2 separate regions of the Anser cygnoides genome follow, and region 2 is linked to region 1. The links are chromatin contacts, called in public Hi-C maps. All regions are on one chromosome and are shown on one strand. Each heading gives the region's core, a stretch centred on a gene start, on an enhancer-like site or on the middle of the called end of the contact. The rest is flanking DNA. Distances are from core to core; before and after follow the strand shown. Region 1 has its middle 70 kb from the start of PTPN1. Region 2 holds the start of PEDS1 (plasmanylethanolamine desaturase 1).

Region 1 (5,916 bases), core at 903-3,402:
ATTACATTTTTCAACAGGAAGGGGATACACTTGTCCAAAGCCTAAAAATTTAAGTAGCTCTGTAAGAGCTCAATTCCGTTTCTAGCCTGATAAGTGCAAGCTGCTGCTGCTGTCAAACTAGGCCTTGATACGTTCTGGGTAACTTATCCAACAAGGAATGTGGGTCAGTGATTCCCAATCAATAAGCACCACTCTCCTCCTTGAGACAGTCTCTCCATGCCCCACCGCAGCGTGATGCACCGAAGGACAGGTTGTCCCGTCAGCACCGCAGGGCACCATCCGGGCAGCCAGGCTCACCTGTGCCTGCCCCCCTGGGTAACCAGCTGGGAGCACAACCAGGGAAAATGCTGGAGTCCTTTCACTGCCTCTCCAGTTTTGAGTTTTTATGGCTTATGTGTTCAATATTTTCTCTCCTAAGGTGAAAATTGCTAGTTCTTCATGTGGCTGGGAGAGTTCAACCTTAAAAAAACAATAACACGAAATGTGCAGAAGTTGATCCTGCGACCTCATCTTCCTCAGCATGTGGTTAGGCCACCGCACCCGTGGCCAGATCCCCATTCGCGAAACGGGCCTCGCGGCGAGCAGCAGTGTGTCACAGAACAACGTCTGCGGACACAGAGCACAAAGACTGCCTTTCTGGAGCCCTGCAGAGTGCCTCTGCCACCCGCTCCCCGCCCTTCAGCAGGCTGCAATGCACTTAAGGCATACTCCATGTGTTCCTGTTCCAATCATAAAATGCTACGCAGTTGCCCATTTGTAAGACACGAATCGTTAGGCCTTACTCTGTAGAACATTTGGTTTCTCCCTGCGTTACTGCATGGATGTATTATTTACCACAAGCTCAAGTAGTGTACTTCCAGTCCCTCAGGTCCCCTTCAGAAATAATAAAGGTGAATTGTCCCTCAGTGAGAAGAGAGTGATACGAGAAAGAAGGTCAGTGAGCTTAGCAAAACGAAGAGTGAAAAAGTATAAGATTTCTATAAATACATCAAGGGGAAAACAGGAAATGAAGATAGTGAGCAGTTTAAGCTAAACATTACTGCTGGTGCAAGAGCAAACAGACATCAACTGACTACTAGTAAATGAAAGCTGAAAATTAGAAGGCTGACAGCCACTTGTACAGTCTGATCCTATGGCTGTCGAACATGGGAGCAGCAGACAAAAACCCCAACTATAGAACAAAGCTGTTAAGGCAACAAGAACAATCTCATAACATGGCACTTCGGAGAAGGCGCTTGAGTCAACATCCCAAGCTGTCCATGGTAAGCCTGTATGTCTGAAAGTTTCTCCTTAGCTGCTCTAGCATAGCAGTCAAGCATTTTGCTTTCATTCCACTTGCAGTAATGTTTTCATTTCTGAGACCAAAGAGGAAGAGGAGAGGTTGCGTTGCAGTTCAGGGGCCGAGACATGAAATGGTCAGCCAGTTTGGCTTCTGTTCCCAGCTCCTCAGTCTCTAGCTTCTGGCCTGATCCTTGATCATCCCGCTTTCACTCATTTTTACTCAGTTTACACCAGGTAAGAGTTAAAAATGTACACACATCCTTATTATTTGTACTGTAGTAGTGCTGTAGAGCCCAACACTACATTTCATATGGAATACAATGCCCATCCTCCAAAATGTTTATTACTAGGTATATTTAACAAGCAAATATTGGGAGTAAACACAAGTCAAAAGAATTTGATTCTGATCAGTGTGATGAAGCTGCCTTATTAGTTTTCAAAAGGTCTGTGGGACCTTTGAATCCCAGAAAAGTGACACCATTAATACAGGTTAAATGATCTCTATAGGGCTTAAAGATGCACACATATGGCACTAATAGTAAACAATTATTAATTTCATGAAATATAATGCAAATAGCATACAAATATGAATTATAGAATTATACAATAATTTAGGTTGGAAGAGACCTCAGGAGGTCATCTGCTCCAACCCCTCATTTGTAGCAGGCCAGCTTGAATCAAACTCAATAGAACAGACCTTGAACAAGGAAATCGTGCCAGAATCGGTCTTTTTAAATTCTACCATTGCCAAAGAAAGTAGAGTTCTGCATGGCCTCAGCAAATCCAGAGCCAAAGTTTCTGTGATATGCCTGGCGATGTTCTCCCAGACCTCTGGGTTTCCCAGCTATGTGGAAATGAATTTAATTTGAGTCTTGCTCTTAAAATCATTGGTTGTCCTACGGTAATTATCAACATGGCACCCCATAGGAAGATGCTCAAAAGGCCGGTCAGATTAGTTATATCAAGCTGCATTAAAGAGCAGCCAGCCCTGCACACCATTATTAGTCACAGCAGAGATTAAACAAACCTGCTTGGCCTCTTTCCCCTTTGCTTTGTACTGATGTTCACAGATAAACCCATGCGGGAGAAGCTGGAAAGAACTGAATGTCCTGTGGGAGCTCTTATCAAGACCAGGGAGTGAACAGTGAATAACCACTCAGCAAGTCACCTTCTAAGTTTAAAAAGCAGCCTGTTGTTTTAAAGTATGTTAGTCATCAACAAATGGGCTGGAATGTTCTCCATTCCCTCCGTCCCCCCTCTGCAGTCTCCCTCTGCTGGGATTAGCTAGCCAGTTTTCCTTCTGCTTTTTCAGAGAACAAAATCTTTTGCCTGTTTTTAGAATCTCACTTGTGTCATCTTGTTTGGAAAGCTAGCATATATTTGTTCTAACATGTGTTTGTTCCTTTTCCTTTGAAATGTAAGCTCTTGAGACAGGGGCTTTTTTTCAAGCAGTATTTGCCCAGCGCCGGCATGACCATCTTCATCAGAGCCTGCCTCCCTTCCTGGACTGCAAACAGCAATTCCCAGTCATGCAGTGTTTGCCCCTGTGCTTCTTCACAACTGGAAATAGACTCAACTCCTGGCAGCAAGAACCCGATCAGAAAAGACCACAATCCAGTCCAACCCCGTAGAGGTGTCTCAGGAGCTTTGTGGCGGATGGAGCTCTCCTGACTGTGCCCTTCTCTCTCCGTTCTCACTGGTGGGCAAGGATACGCTTCCCAATGCAGCACACAGTCACATTTTTTCGTGTTTCAGTTATTTACAAACAATAGTTCACATGACCTCCTCACAAGTGATTGATTAAAGCCTCTCTTAAAATGTGGGTTCAAAACTATAAAGAACGTCAGTTTCTGGAATACAACCGAAGTGTCCCCAGAGAGCAAAACAGACACCACCCCAGTGCAGTGCCCTAACTCCAGAACAGGGATCCCACAGAACATCAGCTCTTCTAGCCCCGTTTCATTGTGCCTTCTACTCCTCAGCAGTAACACTTCCTGGTCTTCCTTTTCTTTGCAATTTTCTTCCCTTCTGACCTTTCTTCCAGTTCAAGGAATGAGAAGCTAAAGACTCATTTTTTTCTGTGCACTACTAAGATGTCAAGATATCTCATATTGTTAGCAATTACTATTATTAATCATCTATAATTTTAGAAGTACGGGTGGTTTGCTTAGCAAGTATGAAACATGGAATCGTTTGGGACAGTGGGAGGTGAACACTAGAAAACATCACTACTCACAGGTCTTATAACATCAGGGATAATTCTTCAGAATAGCTTCTCATCAACACTGCAAGCACTGATTTGCCAGTTTGGGTACAGCATTTGACTCCAGCTTGATCTCAGGATCTCCTCCTGTTAGGGAAAATGCCACCACTGCCCTCTCCTGTTCTTTCCTTGTCTTCTGTTTTCATTCCTTCTTTTCCTATCTTTTGGTTAACTCAAGACCTACAGTTTTCTTATAGATGTAACACAGAAGAGCACCTAGGAATTTTTTGTGCCCTCTTCTTTGCTGTATTTAGAAGCCCCCATGGCACAGATTGTCTCTTTTCTGCATTTGGTTGTTCAGCACCCAGCACAAGAGATCTTGCCAGGGGCACTGACTACCAATATAACATCCACTCCTCTGACTACAGCACAATCTGCTTGGCTTTCCAGCTCTCACTTCTCACTAATGTTAAAATAAGTTAAATGATATAAAATAGGCAGCATTAGGTTGTTGTTTTTCTGGTATTTCAGACAAGTATCTACTTCCGAAAATCTCTTTACTAGACCATGGAAGAAATATGGGCAAGGCTATGTATTTTCGGGAGCAAGAAGAGCATTCTAAGGGTGAAGACAAGTTTGGGATAGCACCCCCTTTCCCACTGATCCTTGAAGATCTGGGTCTCTGCTGATTAGTTTTGCTGAGAAATTTATTGTTATGAAATCTGCAGCAAGAGAGACTGATAGCACAAAGTCTGAAAAAACACAGGCTGAATGTGCTACAAAATCAGAGTTCAACAAACGTGCAAGAATATAGGCAGTGATCACAGACCCAAGTAAGCAGACAAACAGCTAATTCTGACTTCATGCATGGACAAAGTATCTCAGCTAAACAAAATCAGGGAATCCCAAGTAAAACTAAGCACAGAACAGCACACATGTAACACAGAGCATATGCTATGCCTGCCCAATGGCTGTTCTACGAGTACACAAGTCTCAGACTCATAACTTCATTGCAGAGTTGTTATTACACAGAGAAAGGCTAATGGGAATAATTAGGAAAATATTAATCAAGCATAATATAACCAGAGCCTCATTTTGTCCTTCATAAAAGGAGACACTTAGCATTTTAGTCTAGCCTCCTCCAAAATGGTTGAGAAATAGCAGATTTCCCACATTCCACTGCTATGACATTGACCGATAAAACAAAAGATATGGATGTGAAGAATGTATGTAAAGATATGTTCCTTCTGCCTGCGAAAGGCTGGACATCATCATGCAAATGTTACTTCACGCTAGGCCAACTGGAGGTCAAGACGTATTCTGAACATCCCATGAAGTCATCTCACCTGAAAAGTACGAGTGCATTTAAGCAACAATAAGCTATTTATGTTGATTCTCAATTTCATAAGCAGGAGTTTATACGGAAGAAAAATATTGAGAGACCATTTCTCAGAACATTAACACGAAAGCTCAATATACAGACAGACAGGAGTGGAAGGCTACTTTCCCATCCATGTTTCTGGGAATGAGAAGGATTCAGAACACTACAGATGGCATCTGGACATGAAGTCCACACATCTGGGTGCAGAATACATCACCGCCATACTGGGTCAAACTATTCTCTCTTTTATGGATTCAGAATGGATTTTAAGTCAGAGAACAAGGAACGGAAAACTTTCCCGTTTCCTTAGGGGAACCTTGTCATCCAGGTTTGGTTGAATCACAACTGTACGAAAGTCCATCTCAAAGGCAGTGTGATATTCTGTGCCATTTTAAAGGAAAACTATAATTTGAAGTGGACCACTATGTGAATATTCTCAGACGAAGATAGAGTCATATGATACAATCCTAAAGAGCTGCCTGTTTCTGGAGATTAACAAATCGTTTTTACATCACTAGGTGATACATGAGAAGGGAAGAGAACAGTGATTTTAGATATAATTCTTCGTGACTTTGTGACTTATCTCACTTTTACCTGATATCTGTATCTTGTAACACCTCCATCACATCTCAGATCTTGCACTCCGTGTGTGGCTATTTAGCTGTTTACATACTGAGGTAAAAACCTATGGCTATGGAAAAAGATAGCATTTTAAATAAAGAATCAGCTAAGCTGATTTCCCCCCTGCTTAATTCTTGCACCGAGAGACAATGAAGTCACTAGCTTGCTATAAACACCACTACGACATCAGAAGGTAGACAAATTCCTCAGGTTGGCATGTAGTCTATCCTATCAAGTGTCCACATCACAGTATCAAATTCTCCTTCAGGTACAGAAGCATCAGAGGTGATCAGATTCAGAGGATATGCTGGAACTCCCAGCCATCCAGCACGTCAGCCTCCAGCCCAACAGAAGTTTCTCTGAAGTAGATTTATAGGTTCAAAGGTTGTAAGAGCCAGAAGGGGATATTATGATCCCCTAATTTGACCTC
Region 2 (5,916 bases), core at 1,157-3,656, 100 kb before region 1:
AACGCTCAATGTGAGACCCGTGTGGATTAAGGCACCAGAAACAGAACGTGAATAGCTAAATCCCAGGGTGAGATCTCGGCTGCCACCTTGGCCCAGCCGGGTCAGACTTTGCCTTCTGCCGGGGCCAGCCAGCGCAGCCGCCTCTCGCCCGCGGCTGGCCAGCGCAGCAGCTCCCGCAGCCCGCAGCCACGCCGCACGCTGTGCGCCACTGGGGCGTGAGGCGAGCAGTCAGCACGGGCTGAGCACGCCCTGGCACAGCCGCACCTCTGTGTTCAGGAGCAGAGCTCCCTACCCATTACTCTGCTATGCTGACCTACTGCCTGCTCGCAGCTCTCCTTCCAAACGCTAAAGCAGCTCTCAGCTGCACCGTGGAACAAAAAGGAGACTGGGAACCTCCAAGAGGACCGGTATCATCCCCACTGTGCCTACAACAGTAGCTTTTAAAGAAGCCTGAACAAAGACTCCTACTGTTCGGAGATCTGTTCTAGGAAGGCCACAAATACAGAATCTAATGTCCTCTGGAGTAGCAGAGGAGAGAATCCTAACACTAAGGCACACGAAGAACAAGTGTATTTCAATACAGCATCAGGTCACACTGTGCGAGATTCTATAAAGAGATCCCTGGGGTAATGAAAGGAAGAATTAATTAACACTCACTTCCAGCCTAAGAAAACCACACCCTGATTAGAGGAGTTAAATGGGTAGGTCCTCACGGAACAATTAGCTAACTGCAAGGAAGCACTGGGCTCCTCACCAGCAAGTCCCACGAGCTCAGTCTGTGCAAACACTGCCCGTACTCTGAACGTGGGGATCCCAAGACCACCCGTCCAAAGACACCTGAGTCCAGAAACACAGCTCCAGCTCTGGACAGACTGGGAGACGAAGCAGTCAAAGGACAGAAGGCCAGAAGACCAGTAACTTGTGTTTAAAAAGTACTCAAATTTAAACATACGGCCCACAGGAAGGCATAAGGTGCCAAACCCAGGAAGTACACGCTCAAAGAAATCGTGGAAATACTCCACAGCCATATTCACTCGGCACAGTTGTATGTAATCTGCGCTATTAAGAATTCAGTAGTTTACCATCACATGCTTCTGCCATAACGTGTCCTGACACTGTTTACATAACTTATTTATGTAATGACAGGAGAAATTTGCACATCTAAAACATTACCACAAGTCTCTTCTGCTAGACATCCCTACACACACACACTCACTACTCCACAGACTTCCCAGAAACTTCCATCTGCAGGTAAACGAAGGATAGCAGGTTGCTTGGGGAGGGAAATCTTTATGAGCAGGAGCAGAGTGAACAGGTTACATTGGTGACCGATTCCTGGGCTTTACAGAGAAGCGATCACCACCAACGGCTGAAAAAGGTCACCCAGCGCCTTCTCCCAAGGCACGGATGATGTAACCAAAACAAGCCGGAATGGGCACAGACTTGCCCTGAACAGTCTAGAGAACTGACAAGTTAACGAATGCGTGTTTTCTTATCATTACTTGGCTCTGTGCAAGTAAAAACTCCTGCTTCCCGCTCTGAATGTGCGAGCTAGGCCGTCCAGCTGGGAACTGCAGGTACGCAGCACCGAGCGCTGTGACACTTCTCCCCGCTTCTGAGCCTGCACATGCGAAGGAGCTCACGGCGAACACCCTGCATCTCTCGAGCTATGGGCTGAGAGAATTACTCGCCAGCCGCTGTCACTCTGCTGGGCTCTGTCAAACGACGGGCTGCCCCAGGGCAGGACCCGACCCAGAACCCCAGCGTCCCTCCTGAGGGCCTGCAGCGGGCACCCCGGAGCCCCTCATGGCACATTCTGAAGGGGAAGCTTCGGTTGTTCCCTTGCTTTGCGACCAGCCCCCTTCACCTACCTTTGGACAGAAAGCCTACCTTTATAGCAATAATAATAATTAGATAATAATAGCAATAATAACGATACCAAGAACATGACGGACAGATCCCGGCTCGAACCCCCAGCGGCTCGCGGCTAGCACACCCCTCCCAGGTCCATGCGGGCCCTTCCCGTGAGGCGCCTCCCAGCAGGGCCAGCACCCCGGGCACCCACCTCAGCTCCACACCGGCACCCCCCAGCCCCGCCGCCCCCAAACCCCCTCGCAACCCCCCCAGCCCCGCCGCCTCCCCAGCCCCCGGCCCTCACCCGGCGAGTAGAGCTCGGCCAGCTCGCGGGCCCCGGCGTGCTGCGCTCCCCACCGCCGGCTGCCGCCCTCGGGCTCGGCCTCCTGCTCGTGCTCCCCGGGCGGGAGGCGCTGCGGGGCCGTTCCGGGGCCGCCCGCCATGTCCCGGCCGCGGGGCCGCTCCCCGGGGGCGGCGGGCGGCGAGGGGCGGCCAGGCCCCGCCGAGGCGCCCGGCGGCAGCATCGGGAAATGGGGCCGGGAGGTGGAGGGAGGGGAGGGAGGGGAGGGGGGAAGGGGCGGCCCCGCCCCGCCGCTGCCTCCCGCCTATCGGCGGCGCCGCCGAGCGAGCTGAGAGCCAATGGGGAGCGCGGCACGGAGCGGGGCAGCCAATGGGGTGGCGGCAGGGGAGGGGCTGCCCTGAGGGAGCGGCTGGAGGAGGGAGGGCGGCGGGAGGGCGGCAGGGCGGGGCGCTGGTCCGTGACCCCTGTCCGTCTGTCCCCATGTCCCTCGGCCCCTTGTCGCTCTGTCTGTCCCTTTGTCCCCCTGTCCCCCGTCCCCTTGTCCCCGGTCCCCACAGGCCCTCCCGCCCCCTGGCTGCGCCGGGGCCCGGTGCTGCCCGCCGAGGTGCCGCCACCCAGCGCCAGGCGGGGCGGGGAGGCGCGTGGCCGTCAGCGGGTGCAGCCCTGATTGCTTCCCTGGAAGTCCTTCTGCTCCTTGGGGCGCCCAGACTGCGGTCGTGCCAATAATGTTGTTTTCCTGCCAGTAACATTAATTTCGGTCCTTTTATTTGGTAATCCGGCCTGTGTGCCATAGCAGACACTCACGGAGGTACTCACTGGGCCCCAACAAACACATTCCAGCATGGCACAAGAAGACAGATAAACAAGCCCCAAGCGATGTTTAAGTACTGCAGCATGCCTGTTAATTTTTTAAAACATATTTATTTGATGATCAAATAAAATGGCTTTAAAAATAGAAGTGTTTCAAATAATTATGCAGACTATTTAAACAATTAAGAACAGATTCATTTACAGAGGGCAAAATGCTGAGCCAGACGTCTGTCTAACTCAAAGGTTATGTGTCTGCAGACGATGCACCATGAGGGATGAGACACTTCTCCACACTTTGACAGCAAGGCACACGTGGTGGGAAAGCACAACCTGGGCTGGTGCTGGCTGGGCCTGGGGCTTGTGTCCCACGCTGACGGCTGCCCAACAGCAAATCACACCCACCAGGGGAAATGTGGCTCCTGTTCCCTCGGGGGGGGCATGTGGGCTCCCCTCCAGGCAGCAGGAGAGAAACGCTGCTTGTGACCAGGCTGTTCTGTCCTGGAACTTCACAAAACCCAACAAACGTGACCATCAAGGAACTGCTCCACATTGTCACTTAGCAGTGCGCCAGAATTACTGTTTCCGGAGCAGGTTAAGAGCCTCCCAGACTTTGCCATGCTGTTTGAAGGATCACAGGTTGATTAATAATTAGGTGGAAACATATGCTCAAATTATCAGTTCTTAATGCAAAGATGGCTCAGGAATTCAATGAGTCCTTTTACTGTATCAAAAGTTCTGGAAACTATAAGTGATGGTTTGCTGCTGACAAAAGAAGGTATTTGTCTGAGGGAGGATTTCTCTGTGCTTTCTATTAATTGCGTAATAAACCAATTAAAAGGCATTAGCTTCGGGTGCCTCAATTTGTTGGACTGGGCTGTGTTTAGACTGAGTGATGGGAACAGTCTGGCATCAAGGGATACTGATGTTTTCATTAGACATTTACGAGGTTAGGCTGCTCTGATGCTAAGGATCTTTCTACAATACTGCTAGGGTCACAGTGACCTCGATAATGTTAGTGTGGAAGTGGTATAAATGTGAAAGAATTAATGTTGATTCAGTAGGATATGGCACCTTTAAATGTGTTTTCAGATATGTAACCATATGCCTCCACTACAAACGTGTAAGCTAGATGTAAGATATCTATGTTTTATATGAGGTGCGGTTCTTGGGAGGGTTTGCCAAGATACCTTCAACATTTGTTAATCATCTTGTTTTGTCAAGGCAATAGGACTGTCAGTATGAAAAAAGCAGCAAATTGCTAGCAAGCTTTCGCTTTGAATGTGTAATAATGTTCTCCTGGAAAATGGTTTTTAGTTTTGTCTTGGTATCTGCCAGAGTAAAGCTGCATAATAATGTCAGTGTAACTTCTCAGAGTGAAACCTAGCATCAGAAAAAAGGTGCTGTTGCAGCCCATTTTAATCTCAGTTCATTGTGACAAGGCAGAAGACAACTGGGGAAAGGGATTGGTTCTTTCTTAGTGACAGACCAATGCTCGGGACACATTTGAAGAACATTCTTTCCTCTAACATTACCTGAGGAGGTGGGAGAAATGGTAGGTTAGTTCATAGACTCAGGTGAACCTCCCAGACTTGGTACAGTTATTATGACTGTGTCCCACGAAAGGGGGGGAAGCCATGAGGATTCAGCACTGCATGAGTCCAATGCCTTTTTGAAATACAGAAAAATAAAGTGAATTAAAGTGATGCATCAGACAGCATATTGGTGACATGGTACAGTAGCAGTATAGTTAGGACAACATTGTTGAGACTCTGAACAGAAATCTGTATTAAGAAGGTAATTATGCAGTAAAATCTTGACGCTATTTGGAGAAGATGAAGACTGTATTGGCAGCACATCATAGACCATATTACCATAAAGAGGCCTATGAAAGAGCTAAATCCCGGGCTGGTTTATTTAAGGGTAGCCTATAGCCAAGCCCCTGCAGTGCTGTTTGTATTCAGCTCCCTGCTCCATACTGTGAAAGGCCCCTGCTGTGCGCAGGTATCCTGAACAAGAGCGACCTGCCAGGTCCTGGTGGTACTGGGGACACACAGGGAACAGGCAGCAGGGACAAGTTCTCCCCAGCTTTGAAAAGTCTGTCAAGACACAGCTCCAGACGACAAAGAACAGTGTGTGCCCAGCTACGGCAGGGCTCGAAACCCAGGGGATTCAACTCACCATGCTGACAAACCATGTGCAGGGAGTCCAGTGAAGAAGTGGCCATATCTGAAAGAATAAAGAGACTTAAAGGGTTGTTTTTGGCCCTCTCTGAAAGTACAGAGACTTAAAGGGTTGTATTGTGGTTTTTTTTGAAAGGAGACCAGCAACACAGACACGAACCACGTCATGATGGATCGCCTCTCACTGCAACAAGCCGTGAGAAGGCTTGGAGGGACTTTCTGACCACCGTCGTGAGGGGCCAGCACCCCGGCCTCGCCAGGCATCCTGCCGGCTTCCTTCCTCTCAGGCTGCCATGGCAGCCCCTCTGTCCGACCAAGGACACGGCCCCGGCCGGCCTGAGGGGCGATGTGGCCCCGCTGTGCCCGGCCCGGCCCGGTCGCTAGGTGGCGGTACGAGCCCGGGCCTTGGGCCTTGGGCTTTGGGCTGTGCCCGTGCTCTTACCGCCACCTAGCGACCGGGCCGGGCCGCTGGCTTCCCGGGTACAGGTGAGGCCTGGTCCGGCAGCCCTCGGTTCCAGGCTTCCCCTGTCTGGAAAAGCAACGGAGCTTCCCAAAAAATAAAAAATAAAACCCACGCAGAACAGCCCCGCCCCGGTGACGGGTCTTCCTCAGAGCCAAAGGGGAGCACGGGGCAGATGTCCCCTTCCAGCTTCCGTGCCTGTCTGCCAATTTGGCTATGACAGACGTCACCCCAACAAGGTTTCGCACGTTCTTTGTGAAAATAATTATCTGGTCTTTTAGCTGCCTCCTGTTATCGCCAGCTGCAGACTC

The links. Hi-C and Micro-C count contacts between places; a contact is called where the count stands out from the background.
Region 2: a contact with region 1 is called in a Hi-C map of liver, with 4 times the contacts expected there. The contact joins the promoter of PEDS1 here to the enhancer-like site in region 1. A contact is called at or near these places in 4 of 7 Hi-C or Micro-C datasets (granulosa cells and liver).

What each region holds. Positions count from the first base shown.
Region 1 is chr16:8,615,252-8,621,167 of Taihu_goose_T2T_genome, reverse strand. No RefSeq gene overlaps it. Among named protein-coding and RNA genes, the nearest start is that of PTPN1, 70 kb to the right of the region's middle. Within about 2 kb of position 2,152, at least 2 of the 3 cell types and tissues checked have open chromatin away from gene starts, as enhancers often do. A contact at or near this core is called in liver, where this site is marked.
Region 2 is chr16:8,718,023-8,723,938 of Taihu_goose_T2T_genome, reverse strand. PEDS1 (plasmanylethanolamine desaturase 1) reads right to left here and starts at 2,406. Exons shown (of 6, transcript XM_066978150.1): 1 at 2,159-2,406. The coding sequence starts at 2,378.